Regions from separate parts of the Pan troglodytes genome. Here region 2 is linked to region 1. The links are chromatin contacts, called in public Hi-C maps. All regions are on one chromosome and are shown on one strand. Each heading gives the region's core, a stretch centred on a gene start, on an enhancer-like site or on the middle of the called end of the contact. The rest is flanking DNA. Distances are from core to core; before and after follow the strand shown. Region 1 overlaps EPS8 (EGFR pathway substrate 8, signaling adaptor). Region 2 holds the start of EPS8 (EGFR pathway substrate 8, signaling adaptor).

Region 1 (6,463 bases), core at 1,797-4,296:
CCTTTTTTAATACAAATGGCCACAGGCCCCTTTCTAGTATTCGTTTGTGAGTTGCAATCATAAACATTTAAAGACCATACCATTACCCTCACAACCATCCACCCCGTGACATTTCCATTTTAACAAGGGAAATTTCTAATTTTAATAAATTAGCATTAAGATGATGGCAGAAAAAGTTATGCCTTGAACAAAATAATACCAATATTTTAAAATTATTTATTGGAAACAAAATTAAAAATCTTTGAATATAGCGTACATTTAAAATGAGTAAGTGATGCTTTATGCTGTTGACATTTAGACTTCCAGTGCAATTGGAAATTATTATTAGCATAAATTAAAAAATAATTATAAATCTTTCTGCCTCCCCTCATCTTGTGTGATTCCAAGCCCAAATTCTGTTTTCTTGACATTTATTACTATAATACTACTATTTGCTATTGACGTAGCCTTGTGACTCCTTAACTAATGTTTTGACTTTGAAAAATTATGTAGAATGTTTAAAATATGATTTTTAATGGTCATTATACCATATAGGATTACAGATAAATGTGTAATGGGTTTGCAAGTAAGTTTAAAAATAGCCAACAATGTCCTATCAAAGTATAATTTGTTTTCCTAGCCTAGGTTTATATTTTTTAAATTTTAAGTTAATTATTTGTCTTTTTATAGAAACAAAGGATGGAGTATGGCCCAAGACCAGCTGATACTCCCCCTGCTCCATCACCTCCTCCAACACCAGCTCCTGTTCCTGTCCCCCTTCCCCCTTCCACTCCAGCACCTGTTCCTGTGTCAAAGGTCCCAGCAAATATAACACGTCAAAACAGCAGCTCCAGTGACAGTGGTGGCAGTATCGTGCGAGACAGCCAGAGACACAAACAACTTCCGGTGGACCGTAAGTTTCCCAGGGAGGCAAAAAATGTCTTCTGCAAATTAAAAGCACTACTAAGTAAAATATTGTTTACTGCTGATTCTACTTGTATTAAAGTCCTTTATACTTGCATGGTACTTAATAGATTGCAAAGATTTTCACCTGGTTTCTCATCAGCTACGTAGTTCTGAGAAACAGGAAGTATTCTCTCCACTCTCTAATGCATGCCTTTCTACTCCTTTTCCAATCTGTTATGATAATTGAATGCAGACTCTGGAGCCAGACATCCTGGAATTTGTATACCGAAACAACACTTGCCAGCTTCCTGACCTTCAATGATTTAATTATCCTCTCAGCACTTCAATATCTGAAAAGTGGAGAAAAATAATAGTATCTGCTTCATAGGATAAGTGTGAGGATTTAATGAGATAATGCATAGAAAGCATCTACTTCAGTGCTTCTCAGCCAGGAGCGATTTTGTCTTCTTCTCCATCCTTCTGAGGACATTTGATATTGCCTGAAGACATTTTTGGTTGTCAAAACTGGGGGGATGCTACTGATGTCTAATGGGTAGAGACCAGGGACACTTAGCAACAATTACAATGCACAGGACAGTCCCCAGCAACAGAGTTATCTGGCCCAAAATGTCAATGGTGCTGAGGTTGAAAACCCCTGACTGATTTTGACCCCTGTATGACATGTAATACGCAGTCACTAACTACATGCTGCTGTCGCCATCATCATCATCATCATCATAACCTTCCTACTTCTCTTCCTCTTGTTTGCTATTCACAGTAGCTGCACAATCACACTATGTTAATATAATCACCTGCCAATAGTAGTCTCAGATTTAGCCTCCAAATTCAAATTTCATGTGACTTACACTTCAGTGCCATATTTTCATAACTTGAAATTTGATATTTCATATAAATGGTTTCTATGAAAACCATATTTAAGTAAACTAAAAAGACACTATGACCAACTTTGGATTATCCTTATTTGTATTATTGGCGAATAGCAGTGTAGATATTTTGAAAACTGAAGGTAGTTTTAAGATAAATTTTGTTTAACCTTGTAGTATATGGCATGTCAATTTAATCTCCAAATTTGGTGTTTTAAACGTATTATAAAGTTACTTGGCTTTACCTATACTTGATATGTAAAAACTCTTGGAAAACCAGAGCTATGAAGATATTTCATATTTCCCCAATATGACAAAAGTATATGAAGTGTGTGTGTGTATGTGTGTGTGTGTGTGTGTGTGTGTGTGAGTGAGAGAGAGATAGAGAGACAGAGAGAGAGAGATGGATATCTATCTTTCCTTCAATGTGGGCCTCTCTTAGGGTTCTGCCTTCGTTTTCCACATAAACATACTTTTACTGTAGTTCATTCTATTTCCATTTCTTTCAATACTATTTATATTGTTGGGAAAAGAATGATTCCCAAATTAGTCATCGTATTAAAACTCATCTCTGACATCCAGATACCAGTATGGAACTATTAACTTTATAGCCGAGATTGGATGCTTTCTATTTATGTTCAAAACTAAATGGCTGAATCTTTCACTCCCATTTTCATCCTACTGTTTTTCTCACGTCAGTAAGTTATTGCCACATCTGTTCAGTTGTGGACATTCTTGATAAAATAAAAAATAAAAAAGACACTAGAACTATTACTATTTAACAACTCTAAAAATTCTGGTTAAATGCAATAAGCATAAGCCTACTTTTACTCATTAATTTTTCTCCCACGGTATGTCCAATTTAAATGACTGTCATATCTATCTTGCCGGGAAACTAAAGGAAAAATGAAGTTTTGGAAAAGTGATTAGCTCTTTCTGTACAGCAAAAACAACTGTGTGTGTGAGTGTGTAGAACCATAATAAAATAGAATATGCTACTAAGTTTTTAAAATTATGTGGAGTTTTTAAAAAGAGCTTTCTTTTTCAAATACACTAAAGACATAGTTTTAAGATGAGAAATTTCTATAAATATTTTTAGTGAGTTCCCTAAGGAGAAAACTTCCTCTTAGAAATGACTGTTCTCTTCTTTATTCTTCCCACAAGTTTATAGCATTTCCCTCCATAGAGACGTCAGCACAGTCATCTTTGACACGGTGGGACTCTTTATCCAGGCCTAGCTAGGATCAAAGTTCATCGGCCTCCAGTCCCCATTTGGAGCAGTGTGTGGGTTAGGACAGTCTGTTCTTTGTTCACGCTGAGAAACCAAGAATAACCTAGTGGGAAAGAGGCATAGTTTGCATACTTTTAAAGATAGAGAACTCTCCTGATAATTGTGACTCATCATGTTGAAGTCTGTTTTTCATAAGTAAAAGGGTGGCATTGGTGTATAAAATATAAACATCTCTCCCAAAATTCACACACATACTTGTTTCCTTAGAATATTAAAAATCTTACAATATATTTGCAACTTATGTAAGTTCCTTTTTAAAATATCTCAAAAATACAGTTTGGCATTAAATAAATATATTTCTTTTTATAAAACAAATATTTCTTGATAACTTTATTGCAGAACAGTTTTTCTCTGAATGAATGTTGGGGCTTAATGTTCTTTTAGAACCAGACAGTAGCACATATTTCAGTGTGTGTTTATTGATAGCCAAATTTCTCTCAAAATATGCCTACTCATCTACCCACATTCTCTGCTTACTGCCTAAACTTCTGGTAAAAATAAAATGAAAGGAACTAGGAAGTAAATACTCATAGAAATCTATCAAGTAGCAGCTATGAACAGGGGAAAAAAGCCAACATGCCTGTTTTTACAATGTAGCAAGTGGCAAGAGTGAAGCCCTTTTGTGGAAGTCTGTGTGTTGCCTATTCAGAATAACTGTGAAGCCTTGTGTCATAGAAGCTATTCAGGCTGTTTTATCGCAGGATCCCAAAAGGTTCTCCTTTTATCGCTTTTAAGATGCCAAACTTTAGTTGCTTTGTATTTCTCCCATTTCCTTTGAAATGGTAGTCCTTTTATTCGAATTTAATCTTTTGTAATCAGAGTGTTACTTTAGAAAGGTGTAAAGTTATTCTGGTTTGCTGTTGTGTGTTAGAACATTAGAAATGGAAAGCAAAAGCCCAGGAACATGTTAGGTGGAGGTTTTTTTGTCCTTCCTGGAAGAAAACTATGCTGTGGACTGGTGATGATTGATACACTGGCTAAGTCAGCAGATGAGAAACCAAATCTTTTAGTGTGGTGATACATTTTATTTTTTATTCCTTTGAGATGCACTCATATGCTGTTTGACAGTTTGTTGTAGTGATTTTTTAAAAGGTAACTAATGAAATGCACATAATGTATACTTAAATGTAACAATCAATAGTATTCTCTCTTACTCTCTCTAGCACCCCCTACTCCTCCCTCCCTCCCTTCCTCCCTCCCCTTTTCCCCTTTTTTGATTACTTCAAAAGATTTCCTAGATACTTGAGGCATTAAAAAAAATTAGACTGAAATAACACTAACTATTCACACTTTCCCTTATTTCCCAGGGGCACCAAACACTTTCTAAAACCCTTTCCCTAGGGGGGAAAAATCACAGAACATTGGTCACAAAAAGCTCCCTAAGTGACCAGGTTATTGTCACTTGCCAACTTAATTAGATTGTTCTTATTTCTTGAAAGTGAAAACAAACAACGAACGTAATGTACCTATGTATATATACACACATATTTTAAAATACACAGACACATGATTCCCCTTCCTGTACTTTTATGCCTTTCCTATTTTTGTCATGACAGTATGTTCATATACACACACACCTTTTCCATTAGCATAAATGGCTAGGAAAAAGGAGTAGCTAGGGAAGTTAATCAAAGGTGATTTTAATGACTTTGGCTATAAAACAGCCCTCTGCTGAAAGTCAGAAGATCCAGTTCTAGCTAAATTATTCTACTAATTGAAATGTGATTTTGACAGATCATTTCTCTGTTTTTGGCCTTCATTTTCTTATCTGGTTATGTAAGGGGTTTGTACATGATGATTCTCAAAGTCTCGGTGAAAAAGTCAGCAGAATGCCTCATTCATTCATTTATTCAACAAGTATTTACTGAATTAAAGCACCGTTCCACGTATTAGGATATAGATGCAAGCAAAAAAGGGAAGCATCCTTTTTCTCCTCAGGCTTATATTTTAATGAAAGGAGGTAGGTTAAAAAACGATTAAGTTGGCCGGGCACGGTGGCTCATGCCTGTAATCCCAGCACTTTGGGAGGCCAAGGTGGGTGGATCACGAGGTCAGGAGATTGAGACCATCCTGGCCAACAGGGTGAAACCCCATCTCTACTAAAAATACAAAAATTAGCTGGGCGTGGGCACGGTGGCACACGCCTATAGTCCCAGCTACTCGATAGGCTGAGGCAGGAGAATCGCTTGAACCCGGGAGGTGGAGGTTGCAGTGAGCCAAGATTGTGCCACTGCACTCCAGTATGGCAACACAGTGAGCCTCTTTCTCAAAAAAAAAAAAAAAGATGATAGACAAAACTATCTATCAAGAAGGTGGTAAGTGGTTTGGAGACTAATAAAACAATGTGGATAGAGAGTGCTTTTGGGGAGGGATTGCAGTTTTATATACATCAGGGGAAATAGAAAGGTGGGGAGGAGTAAGCTATGTGGAGATGCGGGGGAAAGCGTTCCAGGCAGAGCAGACTAGAGTGGCCTTTAAATTTGAAGAGCACCAAGGGAGCCATTGGGAGCAAGAGTGAAGGGCTCCAGAAGAGTTGTGGAGTGGCTTTAGAGAGGTGGAGGTCTTGTAGGGCCTTTTACTGGGAGTAATTAGGATCACTTGGGAATGTTTTGAGCAGAGGGGCTGCAACATCTGACTTGCATTTTTTTTTTTTTTTTTTTTTTTGAGACGGAGTCTTGCTCTGTTGCCAGGCTGGAATACAGTGGCGCTATCTTGGCACACTGCAACCTCCGCCTCCTGGGTTCAAGCGATTCTCCTGCCTCAGCCTCCCGAGTAGCTGGGGCCACAGGCACATGCCACCACGCCCAGCTAATTTTTGTATTTTTAGTAGAGACTGGGTTTCACCATGTTGGCCAGGATGGTCTCGATTTCTTGACCTTGTGATCCGCCTGCCTCAGCCTCCCAAAGTGCTTGGATTACAGGCATGAGCCACCTAGCCTGACTTACATTTTGAAAGAATCACTTAGTTGTTATATTGAGAAGAGAATGAAGAGAAGGGGGGTAGGGTGGTAGGGAGTGGAAGCAGAGAGATCTGTTAATAGGCTGGTAACTCAGACCAAGCTGGCAATAGAAAAAATACAGTGAAATCATTGGATTTTGGATACATTATGAGGTCAGACTAACAGGATCTGCTGATGGATTGGATGTAGTATAGGACAGGGAATCAAGTGCAGCTCCGTGGTATTTTGCCAGAACTGGAAAGATAGAATTGTCATTAAGTGAGTTGAGAAGTCTAAAAAGCAAGTCTAAGAGTTCATAAAAGCAAGCTTCAGGAAGAAGATCAGGAATTCAGGTTTGGGCATGCTATATTTGACATGCATTTGAGCTATTTAACAAATACCCAAATGAATATATCAAGTAGACAGCATATATGCACCCAAGTTCCGAGTAAGAGGACTGGAAA
Region 2 (6,463 bases), core at 2,669-5,168, 160 kb before region 1:
GTTTGTTCTTTCAACAATGTGAAATAATAACAAGGGTGATAGCCAACCTGAAATTACTTGTCTACCAAGTTACACTTAGAAGATTTAGATCATCATCATAATAATAATATTCTAAGCTACAGTGTACCTTTTCTAGATTTACTCATGGATATGTTTTATGTTATATGGCTTTAAGGCTGTGAGTCTACAGAGGTATACACAGCAGTCCCTAAATTATATTCATACATCAGATTGGGGAGTGGGAGTGAACAGGCATGTTTGAAGAATTCTGACTCGTGGGTAATGTGGAGATAGCTCTTACTCCCCGGATAGAATTCAGTCATTATAATTTCTCCACATTTTCTGTATGTAGCATTTATACCCAGCTGTAGACTCTGCTCCTATATTTTGGGACAGAGTATTGCTCTGTCACCCAGGCTGGAGTGCAGTCACCTGATCTTGGCTCACTGCAACCTCTGCCTCCTGGGTTCAAGTGATTCTCATGCCTCAGCCTCCCAAGTAGCTGGGACTACAGGCGTGTGCCGCCACGCCTGCTAATATTTGTATTCTCAGTAGAGATGGGGTTTCGCCATGTTGCCCAGGCTAATCTCCAACTCCTGTCCTCTGGTGATCGGTTGGCCTCAGCCTCCTAAAGTGCTGGGATTACAGATGTGAGCCAATGCGCCTGGCCTGCACCATATTTTGAATGCCCCATTCACTCCAGATATCTATCTCCATTCTACATCATTCCTACATCATTTTCATCCCAAATGCCAACATATACTAATGAGATTTTCATAAAGGAAAAACTTGTGTATAGTGATACTCTAAATAGGTAAGTTTGACATAGATTCTTAACAAAAGTATAAACCAGATTATTAACAATGGTTTTAGTGGGATCACTAATACCAGAACGGGTTAATCTGAAAACAGATCTTATTTAACTAGCTTCCTTTTTTTTTGAAAGAGTTTCTTGGACCAGTAGATTTGGGGATGCTAGAAACAGTAAATCTTTATTTCAGCAAAGCATCTAGAAAACCTTCATGAACTCCATGTTGGTTATGGTATGGGTGCATGGACTAAAGTGCTTGAAAAGTGTTGGTTCATAAATGACTGTTATCTTGGAAATCTATTTTGGCGGTGGGCTGTCTGAAGATACAGGGGAAAAGAAACTCCAAACCTAAGTGTTTTTTTCTGTTCTCTTATTCAACAATCAACATAGAAGACTTCTGTAAGCTCTGGTTACCAAGAAGTGTGTAAGAATTTCCCCTACCAGCAATCAACCAATCAATCCTGCAGCAGACACAAGCTGGGTGTCTTCAATTCAATTTGGAAACTATCTACCTGGAGATAATGTCAGATCCTACAGGTTGAGGGCTCAGTCCCACAAGACTACCCTGACTTCAGATGCCAAACAGAAAAGCCCCAGGTGGCTTTACTTGTGCTTCTGGCTGAACAACTAGAAATTAGGGTTCCCGTGACTCCCTCCTTGAGTTTGGTTATTTTGCTAGACCTGCTCACAGAACTCAGGGAAACATGTTTACCATTTTCTTATAAAGGATATTACAGAGGATACAGTTGAAGAGATGCATAGGGTGATTTATGCCCTCTCTGGGAGCACCGCCATCCAGGAATCTCCGTTTAGTTATTCATGTTCCCCTCTCTGGAAGTGCATGTAACCCATTCTTTTTTTTTTTTTTTTTTTTTTTTTGTGGAGGCTTTATTGCGTAGGCATGATTGATCAAGTCATGGGCCATTGGTGATCAGCTTAACCAACCCCGGAAGTTAGAGGGTGGGGCTGAAAGTTCCAACACACTAATCATGCCTTGGTCCTTCCTATGACCAGTCCCCATCCTGAAGCTATGCTGGAGCCCCCAGCCATCAGCCAATTCATTCAAATACAAAAAGATATTCATCACTTTGGAGATTTCAAGGATTTTAGGAGCTATATGTCTGGAAATGGGATGAAGACCAAATATATATTTTATAATATCACAGGCCTTTTTAAAGCCTGTTCTGTGTTACTGTTTCTTACTAGACGTAAATGGAGCCAAACAAGGCATATTTATTAAATTTACAAATGTTATGTTAAAAGTGATCACTAGTATTTATCTGAAATTGTGTCCTAAAACAAACACGATAAAATTTAATAAGAATAAAACAAAAATTAAGATTTAAATACATAGAAGTATAGACTATGAAAGGTGGAAGATACGGTTTAATTTAGTTCATGTGAAATAGACTTGGGTGTTCTATTTGAATCTAGGTAGTGTGTGCTTGCATCAAAGGGGTGGCTGATCAGCAGCTGGAGAACTGGAACTCAGTTCTTGGCCCACTGTATTTGAATATTGTATTCTGAGTGCACAATTTAGAGAGGAGAATGAAAATCAAAACACATTCAAAGCAAGGTGAATAGTGTGATTATGGCAGCTCACTGCTATTTGAAAAACACTTAAAAGAGAATTTTTGAAGAAATGTATTAGATCTGTTGGTTACTTAATAGTTGCTCCTACTATTTCAAGGCTTGCAGTGTCTATAAAGAATGAGATTCATATTGCGTTGTTCCTAGGGGCAGAACCAAGACCAGTAGTATCAGGGAAGTTGATTTGATGTTCATAAATGATACAGGCTATAGTGTTAAGCAGACCTGGTTGTTAATTCTGGCGTCAGCATTGGCTTTGGCAAAAAGAAGGAAACTTCTGGGTTTCATTTTCCTAATGTGTTTAATAGGTATAATAAGGCCCATCTCATTTTAAGGACTAGGAATAATGTGTGTAAGTTGCTCAGTTCCTGGCATAGGTAAATATTCAACAAATAATCATGGTTATATGTAATGATAAAAATAGAAATTTACAACATTGGAAATGTTCAAGTGGATAGTGGTCTGGTGGAAATATTGGAGAGAGGATTCCCACTTAAAATAGGGGACTGGACTTAGCCGTTATATCGATTCCAACTTTTAGAATGGTTTGAATGTCCACCTTGGCATGTTACGTCGTTTCTCCCTGACTGTGCTTTTATTTGCTTCACAAAGCAAGCAAGTCCAATCTCTTTTAACCAAGTTTAATTTATAGGCTTTCGTGGACTTCTGGAAGTCAACTGACTTCGAAGTTAGGACAGCATGGGGGGATTGGGGGAGTAGCTATGACAATGAGGAGTTTTAAGAGTGAGAAAACACAATGTCTATGAGAACATGGACTTCTCTTTTAGAGGCTCCATGAGCTACTCAGAGAGGAGGTTATGAAGGTTGGTTAAGGTACGAGAGGCACAAAGTGAAAGAAGCCTCCACTACTTCAAACCACATCAGGGCTTTTGGCAAGAGCTACATGAAAAATAGGCTCCCAGGCAGCCGGGCGAGGCGGGTCTGGGCTTGCAGGCTGGCGCTAAGGACCGGCAGTTGGGAGACTCTCAGGGACCCGATGGAGGGCCTTGGGCACCACCAGTTTACCGCATGGGTTGGAGAGACAAAAAAAGAGGAAAGCGACAAAAGGGGGAAAATAGGTCCGATGACCAGAGGAGGAAGACGAAGGCTGGCTGGTCATTAGATGCGGCTTGTTTGCCGCCAAAGGGCAGGGGTTACGAGCTGTGCAGCCAGACTGGGTGTTGCAACCCGAACGCTCCTTCCGCCCGGGGCGTCCATCCTCGCCGGGGGCGAAGCTCTCCACACGCTCTTTGCCCCTTCCTGCGCCTCCTGGCTGCTAGTCAGTCCTGTTAGGGCACTTCTGGAAACCTGCTGTCGACTCGCTGCCTTGGTCCGACTTTGATCGCGGCCTTGATAACTTGGCGCAGCGCCCCGTCTCCTTTCCTCCGGTCCCTCTCCCGCCCACCCGGCCTCACCGGCCGCTTCGCCTCCAGCGCTGGAGTCGACCAGAACTCTGCGGCTCGGCTGCCGGCAAGACCCGGATAGCGGATTCCGCTCCTGGCTGCGGGGCGCGCACTCGCCCGCCCGCCCGCTCGCTCGTTCCTCGCGCGGGCACTGGGCATGCGCGGCGCGCGGTTGGCACTGGCTGCGAGCGGGCGGGCGGCTCCAGACTTCACAGGCAGCTAGCGAGGCGGTCTCGCCCGGCGCGAGGCCGGCGCTGTGCTCGCCTCGGAGATCGCTGCTCTTCAGCTGGGTGCGGAAGGCGGCTCCGCGGCTCGCGGACGACTGGCTGGGCGCGAATCAGATTGGGGGGCTTTCTCCCGGTCCCCTCCCACCTCTTCTGGGCTCGCGGCGTCTCCGGGGAAAGCCGTGGCCCCGAGGGCGGATCCGAGGTAAAAGCCCCTTGTCGAAAGGCGCCGGTCCCGGGGTCCGGCGGCTTTGACTTTCTCGATTTTAAAAATCCGCCTTTGTGTGCTGGAATCGGAGCGGTGCCAGGAGCCGCGTCCGCCTCCCTTCACTTTGACTGCTTTCAACTGGTGTTGGCAGCCAGGTGCGGTAGGGCGCTGCGGCCGGAGGCGTCCGCTCGCCGGGTCCGGGCAAGCCAAGCCGCGGGGCCCGTGCAGACCCGCGCCCAGGGCTCCGGGAGGCTGGGCAGGGAGGGTTCGCCGTGGCCCAGTGATATTCATGGTAACCTGAGCTTCCACAGATACACCTGCGCTCATCTGGTCCGTGGGGCGACTGCAGACCGAGTATCCGGATCTCGGCTTATTATGTTAGACTTGGGATTTGTGAGCTGCTCTGCCGACCCGCCTCAAATGGGGAGGGGTTCTTTTCAAAATGACCCTTTAGGGCAGGGTCCCACCCCCGTTTACCCCCTCGAATTAAGATAGCTAATTGTTTCGGAATCGTTGTCAATGCCTAATGGCTGTTGACTTTGACTTTCTTAGCTTGCTCCACTTTACTCACCATTTTACTTTTGGGAAGACAGACGGCCTTTCTCCGGTTGTGGTCAGTTCATGCATTTGAAATGGGTTTCCCCACCCATGTACCCCCTGCTCTCTCCGATGTTCTCACTCTTACTTTCCTTCCTAGGACTACCTGTTTGCAAAATCTTTGCACCGACCGTTCTCCGGCAGTGTTTCTCAAATCCTCCTCCTCCCATAGGGCCCGTAGTACTGTTGGAATCTCGCGGGGGGCAGGACGCCGTGGTTAGGATTTGAAATCCGCAGACATCTAGAGCGGTGAAGGATTAGGAATTAGAATCCTCCTTTACAAAATATGTTTCAGTGAAATGTGTTACTGCTTCTCTTTTCAAGGTTTCTTGCCTTAGATAGTAAGGGGAATAGGTACAAGAGCTAATATGTTAGGATGAGTTCAGGTAAAACTTGGTTTCAGATGTGTGAAGAGTGTGACTTTTTGGCTTTGTCATTTTTGGGAAATAGGAGAGTTAGGATTCCGGGCAATCTTCTTTATATTGAAAAAGCCCCTCAAAGTAACTGTGTTGTGTATTGCCTCTAGTTTATTTTCATTGAAAGGACTCCATTCTTCCACAGCTCCTTGGGTTCTGGAAAGTGAGCACTAGTAATGGACATCATGTGGTAGTGAGTCTATTGGAATTAAAGTCAATGTCATCCTGTGTCACCTAGTATAGATTTTGTGTTTGGGATCGCAGTTTTCTAAACATATTGCTGTAGTTCTTAAGTTGCTGGTGTGGAAAATTTTTGGTCACGAATTCACACTTTTACTTACAATTTGACAGTTAAAACAGTATAGAATTGTCACATAAAGGGTAAGGTAGAATGTATCACAAATGCAATAGTGATAATATAATGCCTTTAGTGCAGAATACACAGATTGAGACTTTGTAAGATTGCACCACAAGTCATTCACTTTATAGCAGAAAAAAAAGAAGGAAAATATAATTTGCTTTTAATTCTACTATTCTGAGATAACCGCTGTTTACAAGACTTGGTGCATTCTCTTTGTAATTTTTTTCACTTCCCAATGTCATTGAATATTATATAGTAATTTCCAGTAAGTGTAATTTAACTTATACTGTTAGTAGCCCCACTCTTAATAGGGTGATGTTTCTTTTGTTTCCTGTCAGGAACCTAATGTCTAATTTTGAATATTTTGCTTGTTTGTGATCGAACTTAAAGATTCATTTTGTTTTTATTTCTAGCTTTTTCCTGCTTTCAAGGTTTTATCAATACTGATTCTTTTCAGATACCAGTTCTTTTCTATGCTATGGCATAGGCTTGCTACTCTCTACTTTGTGTTTATTATATTCCAAATCCTAGTTATTTTCTTACACTCTGTTTCACACCCTTTACCCTACTGCTTTTTATTCTTCTCTCTACTCCCTTCTTTTACATACCTCTTCTAATTCTGCAGCAGGTCACTTGAACCAAGGTTTGTATAAGAAAACATAGTATCCAGAATAGGAAATGATAGCTTTTTAAAAGTTGTCTCTTTAAATACTTGAAGTTCTATTGGATGAACATTTTAGCACTGATTTATGTAATATTTATATGCAACTCAGCTTTCCTGAGTTGTGTGAAACATACTTGGTAGTTACACGGATCATCACAAAACAACATAAGTTAATGATAAGGTACAAAC

Evidence for each region. A called contact is a pair of places that touch in the nucleus more often than the background predicts.
Region 2: a contact with region 1 is called in a Hi-C map of stem cell-derived neural progenitor cells, with 2.1 times the contacts expected there. The contact joins the promoter of EPS8 here to the enhancer-like site in region 1. A contact is called at or near these places in 1 of 7 Hi-C or Micro-C datasets (stem cell-derived neural progenitor cells) and 1 of 1 datasets of contacts at active chromatin or transcription factors (stem cell-derived excitatory neurons).

Annotation. Positions count from the first base shown.
Region 1 is chr10:22,757,089-22,763,551 of NHGRI_mPanTro3-v2.0_pri, reverse strand. It overlaps EPS8 (EGFR pathway substrate 8, signaling adaptor), which reads left to right. Exons shown (of 21, transcript XM_528750.8): 18 at 670-892. Among named protein-coding and RNA genes, the nearest start is that of EPS8, 160 kb to the left of the region's middle. Within about 2 kb of position 3,046, at least 8 of the 24 cell types and tissues checked have an H3K27ac peak or open chromatin away from gene starts, as enhancers often do. A contact at or near this core is called in stem cell-derived neural progenitor cells, where this site is marked.
Region 2 is chr10:22,919,625-22,926,087 of NHGRI_mPanTro3-v2.0_pri, reverse strand. EPS8 (EGFR pathway substrate 8, signaling adaptor) reads left to right here and starts at 3,918. Exons shown (of 21, transcript XM_528750.8): 1 at 3,918-4,233.